Linked DNA regions of Mus musculus: regions 2, 3 and 4 are each linked to region 1. The links are chromatin contacts, called in public HiCAR-type and promoter capture Hi-C maps. All regions are on one chromosome and are shown on one strand. The core of a region is the stretch at or near the end of the contact, and the rest is flanking DNA. Distances in the headings are between cores, read along the strand shown.

Region 1 (2,901 bases), core at 254-2,753:
CCAGCTATGAAGCAATGTAACTGTTGTGGAACTGCAAACATTATGAGGCAATCCCCACTCTCTCCATTTTCTGGTCAACAAACCTTATTTTCAATGGAGTCAGATTTAGCACTGGTGGGCTCTACAGCCTCTGGTGGCCTAATGTGAGAAGGAGTTAGGGAGACAAGTCTCTCGAGGAAGTGTGAACAGAATCAGTCTCTTCCATCTGGCTTCTTCAACCCAACCCATCTTTACCAAACAGTCAACAAAGAGTATCAGAAGCCATTAGCCTAAATTCCAGGGTCATAGAAAGTGGAGTGCTTGTGAAATACACATCTTATTATCAGGACCCTTAAAAACCTACTCCGTCTCCCTTCTCAGGGCTCTAACACTGATCACTGGCGTTAACGTTGTCAACCTAATTTTCCGTTTTGAAGCCGTGTAAGGAAGTCATCTTGCTCCTTTTCAGGATAGGCTGAGATGGATGGGTGGTTGAGAGGGTTGGTGAGGAATCATTTTCTGGGACCTATTTCAAAGATAATTCAAAAGAGATCTTAAAGTAGAAATTGGATAAATTACATGGCTGAAGTAGGTTGCAGTGAGGTTGTTCAGCATGAGACCGTTTGTAACCATCATGCAAAGTAATTTAGCAAGTCCAAGGACATTGTTCTCTAGGAAATACTGGATTTTTCAGCGTTAAAAGAGCAGCCTTCAAATAGTCCCAGATTAGTGGCAGCTGGAAGGCAGAACAGGGAGCTATGAGTTAATCTCCGAGTCTCACAAAACAGGAAAGTTCTAGTGCTAGCTAGTTGTAGGCAGGAGCATTCCTTGTTCAGGACTTTCGATTTATATTGCAAATCCAGCAACCATCCGATGGAATGAGTGGTAGTCTGAAGCTATGGCTTTGGCTAGGATTGTTCCTGTCCTGGGAGGGCAACGGCTATTTGCCAGTGTTCAGAACCTGACTGTGACCTCTCTGTTTCAGCTGAGATTGCTGTATCAAATGCCTTTAACAGCCCCAATACCATGTGGTAGACTGAGCAGTCTACTTTTATCTTGTTGAATCACTAAGAGGACTGTGAACACACAGAACACAGTAAACGGATTAATTGCAATGGTCTTTGTCGTTCTACAATAATTGAATGAACGTCTTCCACTTTTAAAAACAATACTACTTTTTTGAACATTAGTTTCAACTCACAGTACCTCTAATAGGGATCTTTCAGAAATAGGCAACTGATCAAGTATAGCAAACAAATAGCTGCCTTCCCGTGAAAACGGAATGGCTCCCAAGACTCTCCGTCGCTGTCGCTGTCCCAGCACATCTTCTGGCTTTCCTACCCCACCAGCAACACTCTCGACCTCCACCCCTCTGCGTTCTTCCGCAGCTCCGTGGAACGGAGCTGGCTGCCAGCCATGGGGCTGCCCTGCTCTTCTTCAGCGCCCGCTGGCGACGGCACTAGGACCCAGAGAAGTCCCCGAGCGGGGTTCGCAGAAAGGCAGCCAGACTCCTCCTTATCTCCAGTGTCAAACTTGACATCAGACTGCGAGCGGAGCATGGTAACTTCTCCAGCAATCAGAGCGCTCCCCCTCACATCAGTGGTATGCTTCGCGGAGATATGCTCCTCTCACTGCCCGGTGCACCAGCAACATGGATTGTCACCTCTCCATCCTCGTCCTGCTCGGCTGCTGCGTCCTCAGCTGCTCCGGAGAACTGAGCCCACAGCCTTCCAACGAAGGTAAGCCAGGTAACCGCGCCGCTCCCGCCGGAGCGGAGCCCACAGCCCCCGGACGGCGCTGTTCCCTGAGATGCCCAGAAAGCAGTGGCAGCGAAAAGATTGTTTGCCCAGTAGCAATCCCAAAACACTTTTGGGGGATGTCTTGGGATTGTAGAAACCTTTAAAAATAATAATAAATCTGTTTTTAATCTGATAGCGAGCGATTCAAGTGATTACCACATTTACCAATTTGAACCAGAAAGAAAGAAAACCTTCGGTTTCTTTTTTTCTTTTTTTCTTTTTTTAACAACCCAGACTGTTAATTGCCAAATAGCCAAGGCAGTATTTTATTTTCTAATTATGACCATGTGGTTCTTTGAGAAGTTTCAAAGAAAAGGCTAGCCTCTCTTGAGATCCCCGCGGTGTGTTTTAAAGATAATGACAGGTTGCTCCTGCTTACACCCTTTGGCACTTATGAATGGACTGGAGAGAAGGGGGCTCGTTGGACCCGAGGTGTTTGAGTGCGCGCGTGTGTGCATGTGTTTATGTTACAACCGCCTTATTGAAGTGCTGTGGATCCCGCCGGGCGATGCTGTGCTCAGCGATACAGGTTCTCATGGGTAGCATATGCATGCCACATTATTAACAGCAGTGATGGTTCAAGGGATATACAGTGAGCTTAAGTTGGGTTCTTTTGTAAAAAGGCCTTTCATACACATAGAAGGATGCATTTAATGATTGATTGATAATTAGCTCCTGGGTAGATACAGTAAATAACAGACTAGCAAATTAGAAAGAACACTCATGGAAAGCTAACGGCATTTCCTTGATGCTGGATTAATTATTGTCAGTGTAACGGGCATCCTTGCATTCTCAATGGATCAAAGTGTAAACCTAATATTGAGAATATTTGTTTTCGTGGATACTGAGCAGACTCATGATATTTTTTTCAGACTTTTCATTATCTAGTTTTAATGATTTGTGAATACAAACTCTTAAGACAACTTCTCTGAATAATTGATTGCCTTGCAGCAACACTTACAACTTTAATTTCCTCTTAATGATTTTGAACATTGAGAATTGTATCGAGCAAGTTAACAATAGAGGACAGCTGAAGTGCAGGGAGCACAGTAGCTGTACAACACTCACTTAAAAACGTTTTGTAGAGCCAATGTTGTAGACATTATGCTTATGCCCATGTGAA
Region 2 (2,901 bases), core at 183-2,682, 1.7 Mb before region 1:
CTTGAGGGAGATAACTGTACCTTGCTTACTCTTGCTGTTCTCAAAAAGTTTTATTAACAAACTCTTGGCTAAGTTTCACTAATAGTAGCTGTAGCAGCAGGGTTATCAGTGTTCTCATGGGTTTTGATATCTTATGAGGTTAAAAAAAAAGCAAATCTAATGATCGATCCCCAAAGCTTAAACATTCTTGAAAAACATTATTATGATCCTAAAATGAATCATAGTAACGTTTTAGAGTGACCCTGGCATTTGAAGTCATATCTATGAAAAAAATGCTATTACTACTCCTACTATTAAGTACTAATAATTGAACCAGGGCCAGACATATAATCATAAGTTCTACCATTGAATAACACATCTCGGGGTTCAGCAATTTTGGTATCTTTGTTTTTGTAGTAGTTGTTTCGAGACTGGGTTTGTCTGTGTAGCCTTGACTATTCTGGAACTCTCTATGTAGATCAGTCTGGCCTCGAACTCACAGCGATCTGCCTACCTTTTTTGCCTTCAAAGTGCTGGGATTAAATGCTCCCCCTGCCTGTCACTGTTTTGCTTTGTAATCCCATGAAAGGCATTGCTGCTAAACAGGGGATTCGCAGGGGAATATGTTCAAGACATAATTATGATTGTAAATAGAAATAATACATTAATCAGGAAGATGTATACATAGTCATGAATGATTATGATTTCCATATTTATTTTATACAGTCAAGAACTTAAATGACTGTCCTTTTTACAGGGTATGGAGACTTTTGGTATTAAATATCAACCAAGTGCTATGTAGCAATTTCATAGATTCACTGTGCAGCCATTTTTTGGTGTGTGACTGTGTGTCTTTTCCTCCGCATTTATGTGACACCTAAACAAGTTGGGTTCTAAGCAAGAACACAAGTATCAGCAGCCTTTCTTGTTCCAAGTCAGGAGCATTAAACAATAGTGTGGCATTAGAATTCGCTTGTCACTCCTCTCCTGGACAATCTCTGAACCCCAGATCCCCAGGGACAGAAGCAGGCTGGTGGAAACACCAGAAACCGGGTGGTAGGTGAAGATGGGTCCCGCAAGAGGCAGCCAGGAGTCAGGTAGCATCAGGGCAGTCTGGGAAGATCACCTGGGACAAGCCTAGCAGGGCATCCCCTAAGGCCTTTGCATTGATCGCTTGGGAGTCCTACTGTCAATCAGTCTCAGGTCCGCAGTCCACCACACATCCCCAGGATCCCTAATTCCAACAACCTGGAACAACAAGGAAGGCGTGGATCAGGTTTCACTCTTGCCCGAGGTCAGCACAGAAACCAAGCGAGCATCTTGCAGACTCACGCGCCGCCAGCCTTGCCAACCTAGGTCCGGACGGGTCGCAACGGAAAGCAGGGAAGAGCGGGCAGCCTTTGAAGTGAGGGCACCGCTGCGGCTTCAGAGGCGCAGTGCGCAGGCGTGCTCGCAGACTGCGCACGCGCCGCCTAGAAGTGACTTCTCCAAAAAAGTGTCTTAGTTCCCGGTCACCTGAGCACCCAGGACGCGTTCTCGGGAGCCTCGCGGAGCCACGCCCGCCGCAGGTCGAGCTTGGAGACCCCGTCCTCCTCCTCCCGCCGCTGCCAGGCTTCTCCGGGATCCGTCCTTCTACCGGTCCTGTTCCCAGAACCGGGCCGGACCGAACCGGGCCGAGCTGGGCCGCCCGGGCGCGGCCGCTCACCATGGCCTCCCTCTTCAAGAAGAAGACTGTGGACGGTGAGTTCGGGGCCAGGCTCACCCGCCCGGGGTCTCTGGGGAGCTCCGGCCTCGGATCGGGTGCTGTCCCCCGAGGTGGGCCCGTGTCGGAGGCCCCACAGGTGACCATGGCTGCGTGACTCCGGCTCCACTGGCTTACCTGGCCGGCTCGCCCTCCTGACTGCCCTCACCCCACCCTCGTTTTTCTCCCCCCACCCTCGCCCGCCCCACTCCGGAGAGGATTTCTGAGCTTTCTAGGGAGGCAGACCAGTGCTGGCTCTCGGGTGTCATTAGACTTGGCGAGTTGATGAATTTCATGGTAGTTTTTTTCCCTGCTCGTTGGCTGCTCCTTCCGTGAAGACGCCGCACTTCCTGACATCCGAAAGGGATGTGTGTTTACTAGGGGACAAGGCAGGAGGTCACAGCGGGCCCACTTAGGAAATAAACTTGGGGCCAGGCTGGCTGTATTTTTACAAACACCTAGCGTTACACGTAAGAAAGACTCCAGCAGAAAAACCTAAGCCCAAGGGAAGGGTCCCGGTATAGTTTTTGCATAGTGCAGATTTTTCCTTTATGGTTATCTTCTGTCAACGAAAGTGAGGGTGGTGTAATTTTCATAGAAGTTCGCGTTTTTAAAAACACATTGTTTCAGGTGGCTTAGTGCCATCTTGTGATGAGGGAAATACTGGACGTATTGGAATGTACAAGTTTGGTAGCATTCACAGGCTGTGCTGTAGTGTGTATGTTATACGCGGCTGTCCCAGGTATTACATTCCCACCAAGTAATCTAAAAATTGCTTTTCATTGCATGTCGAGCCCAGGTTGCTGTTGCTTCAGCCAAATAATCATTCCTTTGTAAGGAAGGGTCTAGCCCAGCCACACAAGGAGCAGGGGCAGCTAGACTGTGATTGGTACAAACCCAGAGCTCAGCCCTGAGTTGGGGTAACTCCTTCATTTCTTTGTGTTCACTGTTCTAGTGCCAGATTTGGGGGGAGGATAACAAAGACACCATCTCTACCCTGCTACATGGCCTTTCATTTCCACACAGGATGCCATTTTATCCCTCATTTGTAAGACAGCAGAGTGCAGTTTTGCTTCTTCTGAGTGACTTTTTAAATTTTTGTTTTTTGTTTTTTTTTTTTGTTTTTTGTTTTCACTATGTTGACTTTTTACTAATTGAGAAGCACCATTTTCAGCCTCTGG
Region 3 (2,901 bases), core at 145-2,644, 1.7 Mb before region 1:
CTCAGTCCTTATTGTCTTTGTCGTACTGTTTTTCTTACCTATTTTAAAATTTTCACTTCATATTTTCCTCTGGACTATACACATGTACTGTTTTGTAGCCTTACTTTCTTTTCTAGGATGAGGTACCAGGGCCCCCATGTGATCGTTTGGAGCCGCTGGAGTTACCCTTCTTCCCAGGGACGTTGTGCCTACTAGATATATGTTTCCAGATACTCTCTGATGACTGCCCCTTGATTTTATTTCCTTATCTTCTTTCCTCTTCTTAGGAGTTAGAAATTAAGAAGATGGCCAAGATTGGTAATAAGGAAGCGTGCAGGGTTTTAGCTAAGCAGCTTGTCCACCTACGGAAACAGAAGACAAGAACGTTCGCTGTAAGCTCAAAAGTCACCTCTATGTCCACACAAACGAAAGTGATGAATTCCCAGATGAAGATGGCCGGTGCCATGTCTACCACTGCAAAGGTAACTGGGAGATTTGGTGTCTGTTTTTCGAGGATATGTTAATATTAATATTCAAACCAGATTTTAATGCACTTTCTTGTACATTTGGGGTATAAAAAATCTTAGCTATAAATAAAGTGAGTTTAGACAATCCAAGTAATTGTGCATCTAGCTTAGTGATTGGGGTGTTAAAAGGACATTCCCATTTTTCCAAGCTCACATGTAGCTTCAAAGTTTATCTGGAATTGACATAGAATCGTGTTTTCAGTTGTTTGGGGTTTTTGTTTTTTTTCAATAAATTGTCAGAAAAGTTGGTGGTTTCTTTTTTCTATTATTTCTGACAAGTTTTGAATAACAATTTTCTCTTGATTCACTTGTAAATGTTGTTGAGAACCACACGAAACTTTTGCATTTCAAGAACTGAAGAACTTATATTTATATGTGTGTATGTGTAAGTGTATAATTATATGTATATACACACACCACACTATATATGTATATATAGTGTAATGTGTGTATGTATCTATAATTATATGTATATACATACATACATACACACACTGTGTGTGCACACGTGTGCATGTATACAATCAAAGCTTTAACTGTTAGTGTTTCATGGACTGAGCATTTCAGTTATTGATGAAAGTACTCAAAAGCAAGTATTTTGGTCTCCTCTGTAGTCTTACAGACAGACAGAGCTAAATATCTGACTAATTTGGGAACAAGGTCATATGAAGCTCACATATGTAGACTATTAACTTTACACAAGTGTTTAGGCAAACAATGACTTTGCTGTTTTCTGTAAATACTAGGCTTGAAATGAAATCTAATGCACTTTTGCCATGTATGTGTATCTGAATTGGAAGTCTTAATTAAGTGTCTTAAGAATGTATTATTTGGTCAGCAAGTATTTCTTTATATACTCAAGTAGTTCAGCTGAAATGGCTAAGCCAGGACTTAACCTGCATGGATTTTTAAGAGTCTCTTTGAGAGGCAGCTCATAGGAGATGTAGTGTGTGCAGAACTCTAAAACTTTGCTTACACTCAAATAACATTTCACAGAATAGTGTGACTTTGTGCAAGTTATTGCACCTTCTGTGACTCTGTTTTTCATGTTTAGTAGGAGGGAAAAGGAAGGAACCAACACATAAAATTCTTGTGTTTAAATGTCATGTAACTTTAATTTCAGCATATGCAAGTTGCTTAGAACAGAGAGGAACACTCATAAGGGACTAGTGTATGTAACGGTTCTATCTCAGGGTCAGTATACACATTTAAAGAGATAAAAGTCAGCCTGCCAATAGAGCTGTACTGGGGAATGAGGCTGTCTTGCTAAACAGATTTCAGTTGTTAGGTCCCATATACAAGGTTTTGGAGTGGACTTAACACTAGGTTAGTGGAAACTGTATTTGACGTGCTGCCTTCAGATTTACTCTATAGAACAGCTTTCATAATTGGGTTGCTAACATGGTTCTTTTCATTTCTAAAAGACAATGCAAGCAGTCAACAAGAAAATGGATCCACAGAAGACACTACAAACAATGCAGAATTTCCAGAAGGAAAACATGAAAATGGAAATGACTGAAGAAATGAGTAAGTTTAAGAAATGTATAGTGTTCCCCTCTTTGAATTTAACCAAGTTTGGGTCCTAGCAGTCCCATGTTCCGGCCACAGGCACACATACCGTGAAGACAGAAGTGACACCAGTGAGAACTATATTCATGTCAAGACTCAAAATTCTGTCAGTGTTTTAACCGCAGGGAACATATAAAGTATGTTCCGCTGATAACCCACAGAGCCAACGGCAGCATGCACAGGGCTCACCCAGGTCCAAGCCAGATGGGGTCCCACTACTGAGCAGGGAAGTGGACAAGCTCTCCCATGACCAGCTAAGAAGATGTCTGCAGCTGACCTCCGCCTGCAGGGGAAAAGAGTTTTCTCTAACGGAGTCTCTGCCTTACAAACTACACTTAAGGACAGGCCACAAGCTTGACTGTGGAAGAAATTCAAAACAGCGCTAAGAGCGGAGGGGTTTGTTTCATAACGCATTGTCTGGGCTTGTTTTGGTTTGTTGTTATTGTTGTTGTTAATCTTGCTTATTTATAATAGCTTCCAACTTGTGTTTTTATGTGTTTTGTGTTTGTATATGTGTGTCTGTGTGTGTGTCTCTCTGTGTGTGATTCTCTGTGATTCTCAAGCTTTTTCCTTGTTCTTTTATCCTCTCACCCTCTGTTGATTAGTTTGTTGGGTTCTATTTTCTTTTTTTTATTGACCTGTTTTTGTTTTTGTTTCTGTTTCTGTTTTCTTTTTCTTTTTCTTTTCAAAGAGAAAGATGAAGTGGAGTTGGATGGACCTGGGTGGCTCTGGCAGGGATGCGGGAGGGGAAGCCATGTATCATAATTTCATTACCTAATGGCCTCAACAGCTTTGAATCTTACTGGCTAGTATAAAACAGTGGTTT
Region 4 (2,901 bases), core at 274-2,773, 1.1 Mb after region 1:
AAGTTGCTAATAGATCTGACCTTTTGAAGTTTAACATCCTAATAGGAGTCTACCTCCTATTTTCTAGGTCTTCTTTCACTGCAAATATAAATCTAGTATATTTACTAGTAGGTGCATTTTATAGTGAACATAGAAAATGCACAAAATCTCTGAATATAACAGCTAAAGAGTAAATGAATTACTTTTTCTCAAATATAGAACAGGTGTGTATTCATGTAGTCATTTGCATACCAATTATTTTATTTTATACTGAATCAAAATTCTAACACACTATAGATTACTGAGGAACTTACAAAAAAATAACAAACAAACAAAAAATAAAACCAACTAAGCTTTAAATCACATTCGTGTAGAAGACATTTCCTTTGTATAGGATTTGGAGAGTCCAGCACCTACCTATCGCATATCCTATACTGATACTTTGAGCATCGAGTGCCATCTCAACGTGAAGATGCCTAGTTACTATAGGAGACCAAATCATCTCTGAGACATTTCTGGTTTGTTACCAGAGAACAAGGCAAATGCTAATGAGTGGTTATTCCTAACAATGTCAACACTGATGCTTGAAGTAGGCCAGGGCCTTGGTGAGTCCTTCCTGGTCCTTGGGAGTGTGGTCTTAGTGCTTGGTGAAAACAGGTATTATTCAAGTACCAATGATGTGACAGTTCTTATATCAAAGTCCAGCCACCTATAATAAATCAGCCTATTTAAAAAACAAAATTGAAACTGGAAAGCAGAAAAAGGCCGTTTATTCAAGGTGACCACATTGGGAAGAGGAACAAAGACATCCAGTGGAACCCCGTACCCAACCTCCGCCCGTGTCTTTGGCCATTGTCATCCGGGTTCAATCTCACCCTGTTAGAAGACGCTCTGACATTTTAGAGCTGTTGGAAAGCTCTTTCCAGAAGACAAGTTTCCCTATGGCTGTCCCCTCTTTCCTTCTCTCAGCCTGATACTTTGGGTCCATTCTTTCAGAGGCTGATAGATGGAGACCTGAGCATGTCTGGAAATATCTGCATCCCTGTCGAGCTGGCTACAGAGCATGCTAACGGCCAGCCCTCAGCACATGCCCGCAGTCTCAGTGGGGGCAGTCGGTACTTCCGGTGTAACATTTATCACTTCCCAGTTTGAAGATAGAGTGACTCGGGCAAATGTAAGGAGAGGCGCGATTTAATCTTTCTACCGCTTTTCTCATCGCGGGGTTCGGTTTTGTAAACCAGCAATGCCTGTGCATCTAAAACACTGATACAGGTCTTCTCTCGACCCCATGAACAGAGACAGGAAGGGTGACTCTGTAAACCAGCACCCACACTCCACCCTTCGCTCGGGGTTCGCACCCCAGCAGCTCCGGAGTCCCCAGAGAGCTTTGGCTCCGCCTCTTGCAGGACCTGAGTCTCCCGCGAGATTTTTGTCTACAATCTCGCGAGACCGGAAACAGGAACTGCGAGCCAGCCCATCTGTGACCTCCTCGCAGGACCCGGAAGTATGGCGTTTCTTCGTGTTACCCCGCGCGAACTCTAGCGGAGACCCGTAGTTGGCGAGCTCAGGCGGGGACCATGCTGACTCGGGTGAGGCTCTGGCGGTCGAGCGCCCCGGGCTGAAGCCACCGAGAGGCAGGGTGGACTGGGATGGGACCCGCACTGCCCACAGCCCGGAACCGTGCTGAGTGTGTTCCTGGTGCTGCTGCTGTCCCGCGGGCCGGCGACATTGTCACTGCGAGCTTTCTCAGCCCTGGGTGCACCCCGGTGATGAGGGGAGAGCCAGAAAGTTGGGGCGATGCTTATTTCCGTAAATAAACTTTGGAATACTTTTTTCTTTACAGTCTTACTTTAAAAGACAAACAACAACAACAAAACTTTTATGGCTTCTGAATTTTTTTTTTTTTTAGCATAGATTCACCTCTAACACTTGGTAATTACCACTTCGAGAAAAACCATGAAATAATTTTGTTACAAGTAAGGAGTTGATCCAACGGCAGGAACTGACATTTTAAAAATCAGGAAGCCCCACTCCTGACTAGCTATTATTGGCAGTAGCTGGCTTGAGGCCGGGAGAGAGTTGTCTTTGGGGTATGGCTCCACACCCCCATGTGCATAACGACAGCACTAATTGTTCCCGAGTGGATTTTTTAAAAGGACATGAAGTTGGAAGGGGAACACACAGTGGGAGTCTGGGTGGAGTTGGAGTGGTGTGGAGACGTGTTTATTAAAGTATGTTGTAGACAGGTATGGAAGTCTCCACGAATAAGTAGAGATATAAAGAAAATTTAATGTCACTGTCAACTTTCAATAAATATGTGATATCACAGTGTGTTGTCAGCACCTTTTTCTTATCATCATAGCTGAAAGCAAAATCAGAGGGGAAGCTTGCCAAACAGCTATGCAGAGTTGTGTTGGATCAGTTTGACAAACAGTATTCGAAAGAACTTGGGGATTCCTGGAGTACAGTAAGGTCAGTATGGTTCGTCTCTTGATATTTTGTGAGAGGAAAGGGAAGTATGTAGCAAATACCTCCTTGAGAGTGGCACAGTCCAGGAGGGAGGAGGTGACTGTACATTTTATGTGTGAAGGAATCACCTGGCATGTAGAAATGTGGGGCAGATAGTAATGCCCTCTCAAGCACTTGGCTTTTATCTGTAAAATGGGGAGGCACCACATTTTAAAACAACGCTGTAATAAAAATCCTAACTTGGAAGAAATTTAACTTAATGAAATTCAGGTAATACCAAGTCCTTAAAGTCAGTGTTCCTCTATCTTAGCTAAAGTCAGGCTTTATTTGGCAATTATTGTCACCATGCCATCTGTATGTGGAGCACATGTGCACATGGACAGACCAATCTAAATAAGCCTAGCATGCATGAACATGGCCAAGTGGCCATGGTGGAACTGGCGGGGAGGGAAG

What was found. Promoter capture Hi-C pulls out the DNA fragments that hold promoters and counts their contacts. HiCAR-type assays count read pairs that join an accessible place to other places.
Region 2: a contact with region 1 is called in a promoter capture Hi-C map of liver, with 4 times the contacts expected there. The contact joins the promoter of Chmp2b here to the promoter of Epha3 in region 1. A contact is called at or near these places in 5 of 39 promoter capture datasets (the C10 cell line, embryonic stem cells, hippocampal neurons and 2 more), 2 of 484 Hi-C or Micro-C datasets (LSK cells and myeloid progenitors) and 3 of 115 datasets of contacts at active chromatin or transcription factors (astrocytes, differentiating embryonic stem cells and neural tube).
Region 3: a promoter capture Hi-C map of the C10 cell line shows a contact between it and region 1, with 5 times the contacts expected there. The contact joins the enhancer-like site here to the promoter of Epha3 in region 1. A contact is called at or near these places in 7 of 39 promoter capture datasets (3T3-L1-derived adipocytes, the C10 cell line, embryonic stem cells and 4 more), 1 of 15 datasets of contacts at CTCF or cohesin (large pre-B cells) and 3 of 115 datasets of contacts at active chromatin or transcription factors (astrocytes, differentiating embryonic stem cells and neural tube).
Region 4: a HiCAR-type map of astrocytes shows a contact between it and region 1, with 3 times the contacts expected there. The contact joins the promoter of Nsun3 here to the promoter of Epha3 in region 1. A contact is called at or near these places in 3 of 39 promoter capture datasets (cranial neural crest, hippocampal neurons and liver) and 2 of 115 datasets of contacts at active chromatin or transcription factors (astrocytes and embryonic forebrain).

The regions. Positions count from the first base shown.
Region 1 is chr16:63,862,777-63,865,677 of GRCm38.p6, reverse strand. Epha3 (Eph receptor A3) reads left to right here and starts at 1,503. Exons shown (of 17, transcript NM_010140.4): 1 at 1,503-1,718. The coding sequence starts at 1,631.
Region 2 is chr16:65,561,293-65,564,193 of GRCm38.p6, reverse strand. Chmp2b (charged multivesicular body protein 2B) reads left to right here and starts at 1,432. Exons shown (of 6, transcript NM_026879.3): 1 at 1,432-1,719. The coding sequence starts at 1,686. It overlaps Gm36457 (predicted gene, 36457), which reads right to left and starts at 1,386. Exons shown (of 2, transcript NR_166048.1): 1 at 1,332-1,386; 2 at 675-1,227.
Region 3 is chr16:65,544,409-65,547,309 of GRCm38.p6, reverse strand. It overlaps Chmp2b (charged multivesicular body protein 2B), which reads left to right. Exons shown (of 6, transcript NM_026879.3): 3 at 267-461; 4 at 1,931-2,033. Among named protein-coding and RNA genes, the nearest start is that of Chmp2b, 17 kb to the left of the region's middle. Within about 2 kb of position 1,394, at least 6 of the 459 cell types and tissues checked have an H3K27ac peak or open chromatin away from gene starts, as enhancers often do.
Region 4 is chr16:62,785,338-62,788,238 of GRCm38.p6, reverse strand. It overlaps Nsun3 (NOL1/NOP2/Sun domain family member 3), which reads left to right and starts at 1,523. Exons shown (of 6, transcript NM_178925.3): 1 at 1,523-1,568; 2 at 2,342-2,451. The coding sequence starts at 1,557.